Linked DNA regions of Sus scrofa: region 2 is linked to region 1. A link is a contact called in public HiChIP or PLAC-seq data. All regions are on one chromosome and are shown on one strand. The core of a region is the stretch at or near the end of the contact, and the rest is flanking DNA. Distances in the headings are between cores, read along the strand shown. Region 1 holds the start of PPP4C (serine/threonine-protein phosphatase 4 catalytic subunit). Region 2 holds the start of SH2B1 (SH2B adapter protein 1).

Region 1 (4,813 bases), core at 711-3,210:
GTGGAAACCACAAATAGTTCCTCAGGAGGCAGGTAATGGGTCTTGTCGTCTTGTCACCACTGCCCACACAACCCAGAGCTCCACTTTTTTTTTTTTTTTTTTTTTTGGCCATGCCTTTGGCAGGTAGAAGTTTCTGGGTCAGGGATTGAACCAGTGCCACAGCTGTAACCTGAGCTGCAGCAGTGACAATGCTGGATCCCGCTGAGCCCCCAGGGAACACCTTCCACTCCTATTCTCAGCCTGCTTGGAATGCCCTTCCTACTAGGCCTGCCCACTCAGCTGCCCAAATTATCCATCTTTCCAGGCCAACTTCTCTTTCAAGCCTTCACTAAGGACTTCAGTCCACATCAGCACTGCCCTCTTCCTACAAAGGAAGAACAGTAACACCCAACAAACATCGAGCACTTACAGTTTACCAAAGCCTATGCTAAGCGCATCCCTTACTCTTCACAGCCACCTCATTAAGTTCTAGAATCCCCACTTTAAATAGGAAGAACCCGAGTCTCACAGACCTCAAGATCACCAACACAGCTAGGAAGTGGCAGAGCTGATTCCAACCTAGAGCCACATTCCAAAGCCTGGCTCTTAACCACTACATCATCCTACTTCCCACAGAACTCTAAGCTAGGCTTCCCTTCAGATCTTGCTTAATTCTACTCTGGCTTATCTGCTTCTATTTCATAGGCTCCCACAAGGAGTATGAGTGTGATCCAACTCCACTTTCTTGCATGATGGCCTGAAAATGGACAGGACATGGAGAACTCGCTTCAGGCTTTACCCCTTACTCCTGAATGTAAGCATCCTCACCTGTGAGATGAAGACAATTCCACACACCTTTTTGGGTTGTTACTGGGATTAAAACAATACTGTAGGAGTTCCCGTTGTGGCACAGCGGAAACAAATTCGACTAGGAGCCAAGATGTTGTGGGTTTGATCCCTGGACTCACTCAGTGGGTTAAGGATCCCTCATTGCTATTGCTGTGGCTGGTGGCGTAGGCCAGCAGCTGAAGCTCTGATTCAGCCCCTAGCCTGGGAACCTCTAAGTGCCACAGGTGCGGCCCTAAAAAGCCAAAAAAAAAAAAAGAATACTGTAAACCAAATCTTCTTGCTGACATTCCCTTTTATCATCTTATTCTTCAAGGCCTAACCCAAAGTTCAGTTCCTCCAAGAAACGTTCTCTGTTCCCCCCCAGACAGACAAGGTTGTTTCCCTAAGCTTCCTAAGTACTTTCTGTAATTCCAACTCCACTGAAAACACATCATCTAATACTTCAGATATTTGAATCCAGGTCTGTCTTCCCCCAACAGGCCCGGCTGCTCCTCGAGGGAAGTGGCCCTATTCGCTCCTCTCTGGGAAAGCTTCCAGGATGAGCCAGGCCCAAAGTTCTCAGCTGGATTTGCCCCAAGCTTCCGGCCTCTGATCAGTGGCTGAAGCCTCTCTTCCCGGGCTCACCTGGCCTTTGCGCACAGGGCCTTGACTTCGCTCTCCTTGATGAGCTCGCAGCGCCGCAGCTGCTCGATCTGCCGGTCCAGATCGCTGATCTCCGCCATGGCCCACCCGCCCCGGAGCGGGTCAGAGCCGGGGCCGTAGCCCCCTCCGCACCGCACAGGGGTCTCCTGGGAAAGGCCAAGGAGAAGCCGCGGATCAGTGTCCTTAAGGGGCGCCGGGTCGGGGGGGGCAACTCGGTTCTGGAGCTGGCCCGGCCCCCCCAACTCCCGCCTCCCCTCACATAGGCCCCGGGGCCCCCAGCGTCCCACAGCCCGGGCCGCCCTCCGCTAACTCCCGTCGAACCCTGAGGTCCCGCGCCAGGGACGGTGGCCTAGAAGGGTCTCCGACTATTACCGACGCAGCGACTCCGGCTCCGGTTTTCGTGCTCCCTGTCTTCCTCTTTCCCTCCGCTTTGGGCCGCCGCCACCTCCGCTTCTACTTCCGGCCCCGCCGCGGAAGCAGAGGAACACCAGTTCCGCCGCGCGCCGGATGTGGCGTCATACACACGCCCCCCTCCCAAGCCGCGCCCTTACCCCACCCCCTCAAGCCTAGGAATGCAAATGAGCCGGAAGAACCGGATGTCTGCAATGTGCGAGCGGAAGTGATTGTGGGCTGAGCGGATTGGCGCTGTGAGGGCGGTGACGGACTCCACATCCGCTCCACATTACCGTGTCAGTGAAGGAAACTGGAACTGAGTCGGCGTTCCGCGTTGTAACTTCAGCGTACACGTTTCTGTTTACCTGTTTTAGTCGGCCTCCCCCATTACAGTCCCTGAGAGATGGAATTTTGTCCTGTTCACACTTGCAGCCCCAGTTCTCACTTAGAACATGGCCTGGCACAGTTGGCATACAGAACTCTTTGTTGGATGGGCGAAAGACTCCCAGTCCAAATCTCTTTCCAAGGCCCAAGAGACATCTCTCCGATGGAGGACCTCTGAAGTTAGAGTCAGAAAGGAGTCCACCTTCCCCACAACAAGCTTATACCTCAGTCAACCTGACTTCCCTGGTTCCAGAAAGGTCTCTTTGACACCCCTCACCCCTGCTCTTGTCTGCAGTTTTATTCCTTTAAAAAGAAGGAGGAAACTGGTGTTCCGGTTGTGGCTCAGGGGTACGGAACCCGACTAGTATGCATGAGGTGAAGGGTTCCATCCCTGGCCTCGCTCAGTGGGTTAAGGATCTCTCTTGCTGTGAGCTGTGATGCAGGTTGCTAGATTGCAGACGCAGCTCAGATCTTGTGTGGCTGTGGCTGTGGCAGGCAGATTCAGTCCCTAGCCTAGGAACTTCCATATGCTGTGGGTGCAGCCCTCAAAAAAACAACAACAAAAAAAGGAAACTGGCTAAAAGAGATTAACTTCCACAGTTACATAGCTAATAATTCTGGGCTTGGGTCAAGGTTGATGTTTTAACCTAGGAAAGCTGTGTCCTCAAGGTCTGGTCTCTTCTGTCACACTTTCTGATGCTCACTTTGTCATTATAAACTTTATAAAACACTCCAAACTGACATTTAAAGTCCTCTGCTTCTTTAGTCTCTTGCTGCAGGCAGAGGAAGCGATTTGTCTTGAAACAAACCTCTTGGTGTCAGAGCCCTTTTGGAATGTCTTTTATTGTCTTCTATGGGCCCTCTCTTTTTCTTTTCTTTTTTTTCCTAGTCTTTTTGCCTTTTTTAGGGCCGCTCCTGTGGCATATGGAGATTCCCAGGCTAGGCGTCTAACTGGAGCTGTAGCCACCGGCCACGCCAGAACCACAGCAATGCAGGATCGGAGCTGCGTCTGCGACCTACACCACAGCTCATGGCAACGCCGGATCCTCAACCCACTGAGCAAGGCCAGGGATGGAACCCACAACCCCATGGTTCCCAGTCGGATTCTTTAACCACTGTGCCATAATGGAACTCCTAGAGCCTCTATTTCTGTTTGCTTCAGACTTTGTTTCACGGAATTGAGTGAGGCTAGGTGCAGAAGTGAGACCATAGTTTGGAGAGGCACTAGGTAAAAATTTGGTTCTGGATGTAGGCAACAAATGGGAATGTACAGAGAGAAGGAAAAACCAAGTTCTTAAACTCCTAGAAGTTTCCAGGTTTCTATGCAGATGACTATAGGGATTCAGTAGGTACAGAAATCATGTTGTTTTTCCTCTCTCTCCAGCGGATCTCAGCAGGAAAGGGTCCATTTTAGGAGATTTGGGAGGTGGCAGGACTAGGTAGGCCCCTGGTTATGACAAGGATCTTTAATATTCCCCCAGCCTGGGGAAATGGGAAGGGTTCAACTCATGGCACAGGGCCCTCATTCTGACTTCATGGAATGCAGGAGCCACAGAGGTTCAGTTCTCAACTGGGAATCAGCTCGAGTGTGGATGTGCATTGTTGAGGAGGGTGTGTGGAAAGATTCCAGGGTTTTGTTTTTTTGGTTTTTGGCCTCATCTGTGGCAGGCGGAACCTCCCAGCCAGGGACTGAACCCACACCACAGCAGTGACAACGCTGGGTCCTTAATCCGCTGAGCCACCGGGAGACTCCCAATTCCAGATTCTTCAAGGGATTCCACAGCCCAGAGTCTAAGAAGCCAGTTCTAATCCCATCTCCTATTAAGATGGGAAGACTCACAGGTCAGCAGTGAGGTAGATTAAGGAGAAATGCATTCATAACCTCGTTTTCACCAAGAGACAGTTAGGATCTCTGGCGCGATCACCTTAAGGACGAATTGGGAGTGACAGCACCTACTCCTATTGGATGCTTATGTTAAGCCTGCCTTGCAGATTCAGGAAATCTTAGTTTTTGTCAGTGGCTGTTTTTTTGGTCACAGGGCCCCCCTTCTCTGTACCTGTGGGTTCTGGGCCTAAAACTGAGGCTAAAGCTGCAGCCTCCTAAGACCAGCAGTTACACGTGCACTCCCCACCTGGAAGCCTTGTATCAGGGGCTGCCGGTGGAAGAAGCAGAGCACTTGGTGGTGGGAAGAAAATTCCCAAGCTCTTCTCTTGAAGCCCTGGGCAGGTATTGAACAGAGTATATGCTATCCCATCTCCTGGTTTTCTGCCCCAGCCAGAGGAACATAAAGCAAGGGCTGTGTCTTCTGCCACCTCTGCCAGCCCTCCCCTGCCCCAAACACCACAGACAAGGTCACCACACTCCCCCTTCAATGGCTGTTTATTGGCAGTAGGCTCGAGAGGGTGATGGAGTTAGCGTATACAGACAACACCAGGCACCAGTGTCACGAGGGAGGCAAAAGTGTTGGGAAAGGGCGGCCTGGAGCCCCCGAGGCCCCCTCTCTTGGAGAGGGAGGGTGGGAGGGGGCGGGGCCTGGCGTGTTGAGGGGGCAGCCTCAGCACCTCC
Region 2 (5,180 bases), core at 778-3,277, 270 kb before region 1:
GCTAGGGGTCCAGTCGGAGGTGTAGCGGCCGGCTTCTGCCACAGCTACAGCCACGCCACATCCGAGCCGTGTCTGCGACCCACACCACAGGTCAGGGCAACGCCGGATCCTTAACCCACTGAGCGAGGCCAGGGATCGAACCTGCGTCCTCATGGATGCTAGTCAGATTCATTAACCACTGAGCCACAATGGGAACTCCCATCTCCCTTCTCTAAATGAAATGACCCTTCAATGCTTATCCCATTGCCTCCCCTGCGCCCCTCTTACCTTTCCCTGGGATGGGTTTTAACAACCTCTATAACAGATGAGGAAACCGAAGCTCAGAACAAGTTTCAGAACTCCAAGACTAGTTTTCCCCAGCGCGCAGTCCTGGTCCCCCGGGGCCTGACTGTCCCAGTCTCAGTCACCACCCCTCACTGTCCCAGAACTCAGAGACCCTGCCTTTCGCTGCCCAAGGTCCATCTCTGAGGAGGGAGCTTGCTCATGAAGGAGGATGGATGGATGGATGGTGAAAACGACCGTCTGGAAAGCCGACCCCAGGAGCCCGCACCCAGGCACTGCCTGAAGGAGGCCTGCAGTGGCCACATCCCACTTCTTTGGTGCCCTTTCAGTCTGGGGTCCAGAGGCAGCAGCACCAGGCGAGGACAGGCTGTGGGTTGGGTCTGGGCAAGTCTTGGCTGGCCACAAGCAAATACAACATATCAGGGAGCTGGGGCCTTGGGATTTCTCGCCTTCCTCTTCTCTCGCAGGGGAGCATGCCCTAAAGACTGGTTAGCCTGGGGTTAAGGCCAGAGTTTCTGGAGTTAGACTTAGGATGAAATTCCATCTCGGCCGCCTAAGAGCTGTGTGATCTTCAACAGATTACATGTCCTCTCTGAGCTTTTGCTGTTACAGCTATAAAACAGAGCTAATGATCCCTAACCCCCAGAACTACTGGGAGAATTAAATGAAATAACAAGTCCCTGCTTGACACAAAGTAAGCACACAATAGATGACTGCCGTTATCACTATCTTTATGGGTTCCAATTTTCTACAAGAGAAATCAGTGCAAGGAAGAGCCTTCCCAAGATCTTACAACTCCTACCAAGTGGCAGAGCTGGGCATGGAATTTACAACCCCTGGCTCTTCTGTTTGTGTCCCTTCCTCTACTGGAAGCTCTGACTGGCAACGGGATGAAGGCAGTTCAGGCAAATCTCCCCAAACCTCAGACGCCTGCTCAGACCCACGGTCAGCGTTCCCTCCCCTTCTCCTTGGCCTATAGACCCTACACACTCAGATGGCTCCAACCGTAGGGACAGTTCCAAAACAACGAGAAGAAGCCAGGAGATGCAAGAGTCATGGAGCACAGGGGAACTGAGCCAAGAGGTGCAGAGACCGATCTCCAGGCAGAGGCCACCTCAGCTCACAACTGCCCACCCAACCCTCTGCACCACAGGCAGACCCAGCCCCCTTCAGGCCCGCTGACCCTGTGGCTCCTGAGCTGGTGACTCAGTTTCTCTTCTGCCAAGCGGGACTCAGACACATTTTCCCAGTGCACCTGCTTCTTGGCTCAGTGGTGCTATTTCCCGAAGGCCGGGTGGTGGAGGGTGCAGGCTCCGCTCCAGGCTCGGACCCTCCGGAGCCGGTGATCAATCCACTCCGACCCGACCCCCTTCACCCTGGACACCCTCTACCCGCCCATTCCCCGGGGCCGCAGCCCTGTCTGCCGCACTCTGCGGGGCCGGGCGCCCCTCCTGCCTCGAGCCCCCCGCGCCCGCCTCCACCCAGGGCTCCCCGCAGGCGCCGGGCCCGAGTCGCGGAGAGGGAAGAGGGACTTGAAGAGGGGGGTTCCGGTTCCGGTCCCACCTGCATCTCGGTCCCTGCGGTTAGCTCCGGCGGCGGCGGCGGCGGCGGCGGCGGCGGCTCCCGCTCCCTGCCCCCCGCCCCCCTCCGCGACGGGCTCCCAGTCCGGTTCTGCGCAGGCGCCGGGACCCCTTTTTTCCCCGTCACCGAAGGAAGAGACCATAGAGAAGAGCGGGGAGAGGGAAGGGCACCTTCGCGCTCACTTCCGCCATCCTCCCACTCTCGGCCACCCTTCCAGGGCTCCGAGGGTGTGACTCTCGGCGGGCTCAGTGACTTCTCCAGCTGTGCCTAAAAGGGATCGCAGAAGCAACCCGAGGAAGGGGTTGATTCCCACAAGAGCGCCCTCTGAAGGACAAGTCGGGACAAAGGGGAACAGTCAACCGTAGACAAGGCACCTTAGGGGAATAGAGTCCCGAGGCCCTGACGGAGGCTAGAGGAGCCGCCGGTACCGGAAACCAGCGAGTTGACGCTGTTTGAAGCGCCCATTGCAGCCTAGAGCGCCTGGTCTGGCTGCAGAGGGATTCGCGGACACCGCCCCTAAGGAGCTGGGGGAGGAAAGATGCAGGTGACCTTGGTGAGGCCCCGTGGAGAGGCAGAGTCTGAACTTACGACCTTGCCTCTCTGAGGAAAAGTCCTGGAGGTTCTAGGAGGTTCCGTCTCTGAGCTGGGGGATGAAGATGGGCGCAGGAATAATGAGGTCCGTTTGGGGTGTGCCGGTGGGACATCAGGAGGCAGGTGGACCTATAGGCTGGAGCTCAGGAGAGACATTAAGGCCAAATATAGAAACGGAGACTCATTAAGGTGTAGTAAAGGGCTGTTGAAATCATGAGCACGATGAAATCCTAGTCAAGTCACAGTGACCTAGCTTCAGCTGGCCTAAGCAATAAAGGAGTCTCTTGGCTCTAGCCATTGGGTCAAGCTTCTTCAACAGCTGAATGAAAGCGCCAAAAGAAGAGTTTCCGCTGTGGCTCGGTGGTAACGAACCACCAACTAGTATCCATGAGGACGTGGGTTCGATCCTTGCCCCTGCTCCGTAGGTTTAGGATCCAGCATTGCTACGAACTGCGGTGTAGATCGCAGGCGGCTGGGACCTGGTAGTGGCGTAGGCAGGTAACTGTAGCTCTGATTCAACCCCTAGCTTGGGAACTTACATATGCCTGGACAACATACATCTTCAGAGGTGGCTCGGATTTGATCCCTGGCCGGGGAACTTACATATGCCAGAGAATGCAGCCAAAGAAGGAAAAAATAAGTAAATAAAAATGCTGGAGTTCCTATTGTGGCTAGGAATCCGAGTAGTATCCATGAGGATTCGAGTTCCATGCCTGGCCTCCATCAGTGGGTTAAGTATCCACCGTTGCCGAGAGCTGTGGTGTAGATTGCAGATGCCACTCGGATCCGGAGTTGCTGAGGCTGTGGTGTGGGCTGGCAGCTGCAGCTCTGATTTGACCCCTAACCCGGGAACTTTCTTATGCCTCGGGTGCAGCCCTAAAAAGGACAAATGACAACAAAAAAGAAAAAAAGAAAGGATAATTGAAGGAGGGAAGTTTGGGGAAGGTGAGATGGCTGGGATCCAGCACCCTGGTTAAGGCACAGTATTAATAAGAAAGGGAGAAACACGTCTTCCTGCTTAGGAAAGGGCTGGGGGAGTGGGGTGGGGAGGGACCTGTGATAAGCAGGATGCTTTCAGCTGCAAGTAATAGGCCATTTAAGGTAGTTTAAAAGAGGAGGCGTTTATTGACTTGCAGAATTTAAAAGGCAGAGATACAATGACATTAGGCATGGCTGGAGGAGAGGCTTACAGTGTCCACCTGAACTTGCTCTCAGTTTCTCAGCTCTGCTTTGCTCTGGACTTTCTTCTCAGGCAGATCGGCTCCTCATAGGCAGCAAGACAGCCACCTGGCTGGTTCCCAGCTGGTTAGGGTTAGAGTTCCAAGCTTACGTCCTACCAGCCTCCTAATCCTAGCAGAAAAAGAGCATAGCTTTCCCAGTAATTTCAGCAGGTATGACAGGGCTGTGTCTCATCAGCTGAGCTTGGGTCACCTAAAGCCTGTTTTTTTTTTTTGTTTGTTTGGTTTTTTTGGCTTTTTAGGGCCACACGTGCGGCATGTGGAGATTCCCAGGCTAGGGGTCTAATCAGAGCTACAGCTGCTGGCCTATGCCACAGCCACAGCAATGCCAGCTCCCAGCCGCATCTGTGACCCACACCACAGCTCATGGCAACGCCGGATCCTTAACCCACTGAGCAAGGCCAGGGATCAAACCTGCAACCTCATGGTTCCTAGTCGGGTTCGTTAACAGCTGAGCCACGACAGGAACTCCGCCTATCTCTTGTATAATAAAGAATTTGTCTGGTCTTTGTCCCAGGTTCCTGGCCCAGAGCTTTTCACATACTTGAAATTTCCCGAGTGACTGAAGTGTCTGTTAGCCACGAGCCCCTCTGAGCACACCTGAGTTTTTGCTGATGCGGTGACTAATGGCAAGTCCTTCAGATGGGAGCTGATCAGCAGAGAAGCCAATTTTGTGATTACAGAGTTGGGATTTTGAGCCCGTTTGCCCTCCAGGGAGGAAGGGGGCTTTAATTGAGCTCAATCACATTGCAGTGATTTGATCAATCCCACTTAAGTGATGAAACTGCAATAAAAACTTTGGACTCTGAAGCCCCTCAGTGGCGCTTCCTGGTTGGTGAAGACACTGATATGTCAGGTGATGTGTCCTGATTCATTGTGGACTTCACCCTGTTATCTCTTCATTTGGCTGTTCCTGAGCTGTATCCTTTATTATAAAATGTAATCATATTCATCATCATAAGTATACAAGCTTTCCCAGAGTTCCGTCTGTTGTTCTAGCCAATTATCAAACCTGAGGGTGGTTATGGGAAACTCCCAGATGTAGGCAGTTGGCCTGAGGTACAGATGGCTGAGGGACCTCACTCGCAGCTGGCAGAGGAGTGAGTCCTTAACTTGTGGGGTCTCTGCTAACTCCGGGCCAGAACTCAACTTCAGTAAACCACTGGAGGTTGAGACAGAATACCCACCCTGAGTTCCCGTCGTGGCTCAGCGGTTAACGAACCCAACTATCATCCGTGAGGACGTGGGTTTGATCCCTGGCCTCGCTCAGTGGGTTAAGGATCTGGCATTGCCGTGAGCTGTGGTGTAGGTCGCAAATGCGGCTCAGGTCCCAAGCTGCTGTGGCTGTGGCTGGCAGCTATAGCTCCAATGGGACCCCTAGCCTGGGAACTTCCATGTGCCGTGGGTGTGGCCCTAAAAGACAAAACTAACCCTGAATGGACAATGATGACTGTGATGGATAGATTAGGCTGATTGCTAAACACTGGA

What was found. HiChIP or PLAC-seq counts read pairs in DNA pulled down with a chosen protein or histone mark.
Region 2: an H3K27ac HiChIP or PLAC-seq map of alveolar macrophages shows a contact between it and region 1. The contact joins the promoter of SH2B1 here to the promoter of PPP4C in region 1. A contact is called at or near these places in 1 of 5 promoter capture datasets (liver), 1 of 47 Hi-C or Micro-C datasets (skeletal muscle) and 2 of 2 datasets of contacts at active chromatin or transcription factors (alveolar macrophages and skeletal muscle).

What each region holds. Positions count from the first base shown.
Region 1 is chr3:18,259,964-18,264,776 of Sscrofa11.1, reverse strand. It overlaps PPP4C (serine/threonine-protein phosphatase 4 catalytic subunit), which reads right to left and starts at 1,960. Exons shown (of 9, transcript XM_021088021.1): 1 at 1,843-1,960; 2 at 1,453-1,616. The coding sequence starts at 1,550. It overlaps ALDOA (fructose-bisphosphate aldolase A), which reads right to left. Exons shown (of 15, transcript XM_021087997.1): 15 at 4,610-4,813.
Region 2 is chr3:18,530,129-18,535,308 of Sscrofa11.1, reverse strand. SH2B1 (SH2B adapter protein 1) reads right to left here and starts at 2,027. Exons shown (of 11, transcript XM_003124516.4): 1 at 1,846-2,027. The coding sequence starts at 2,005. LOC100516669 (a long non-coding RNA gene) reads left to right here and starts at 2,080. Exons shown (of 2, transcript XR_115809.4): 1 at 2,080-2,416; 2 at 4,210-4,532.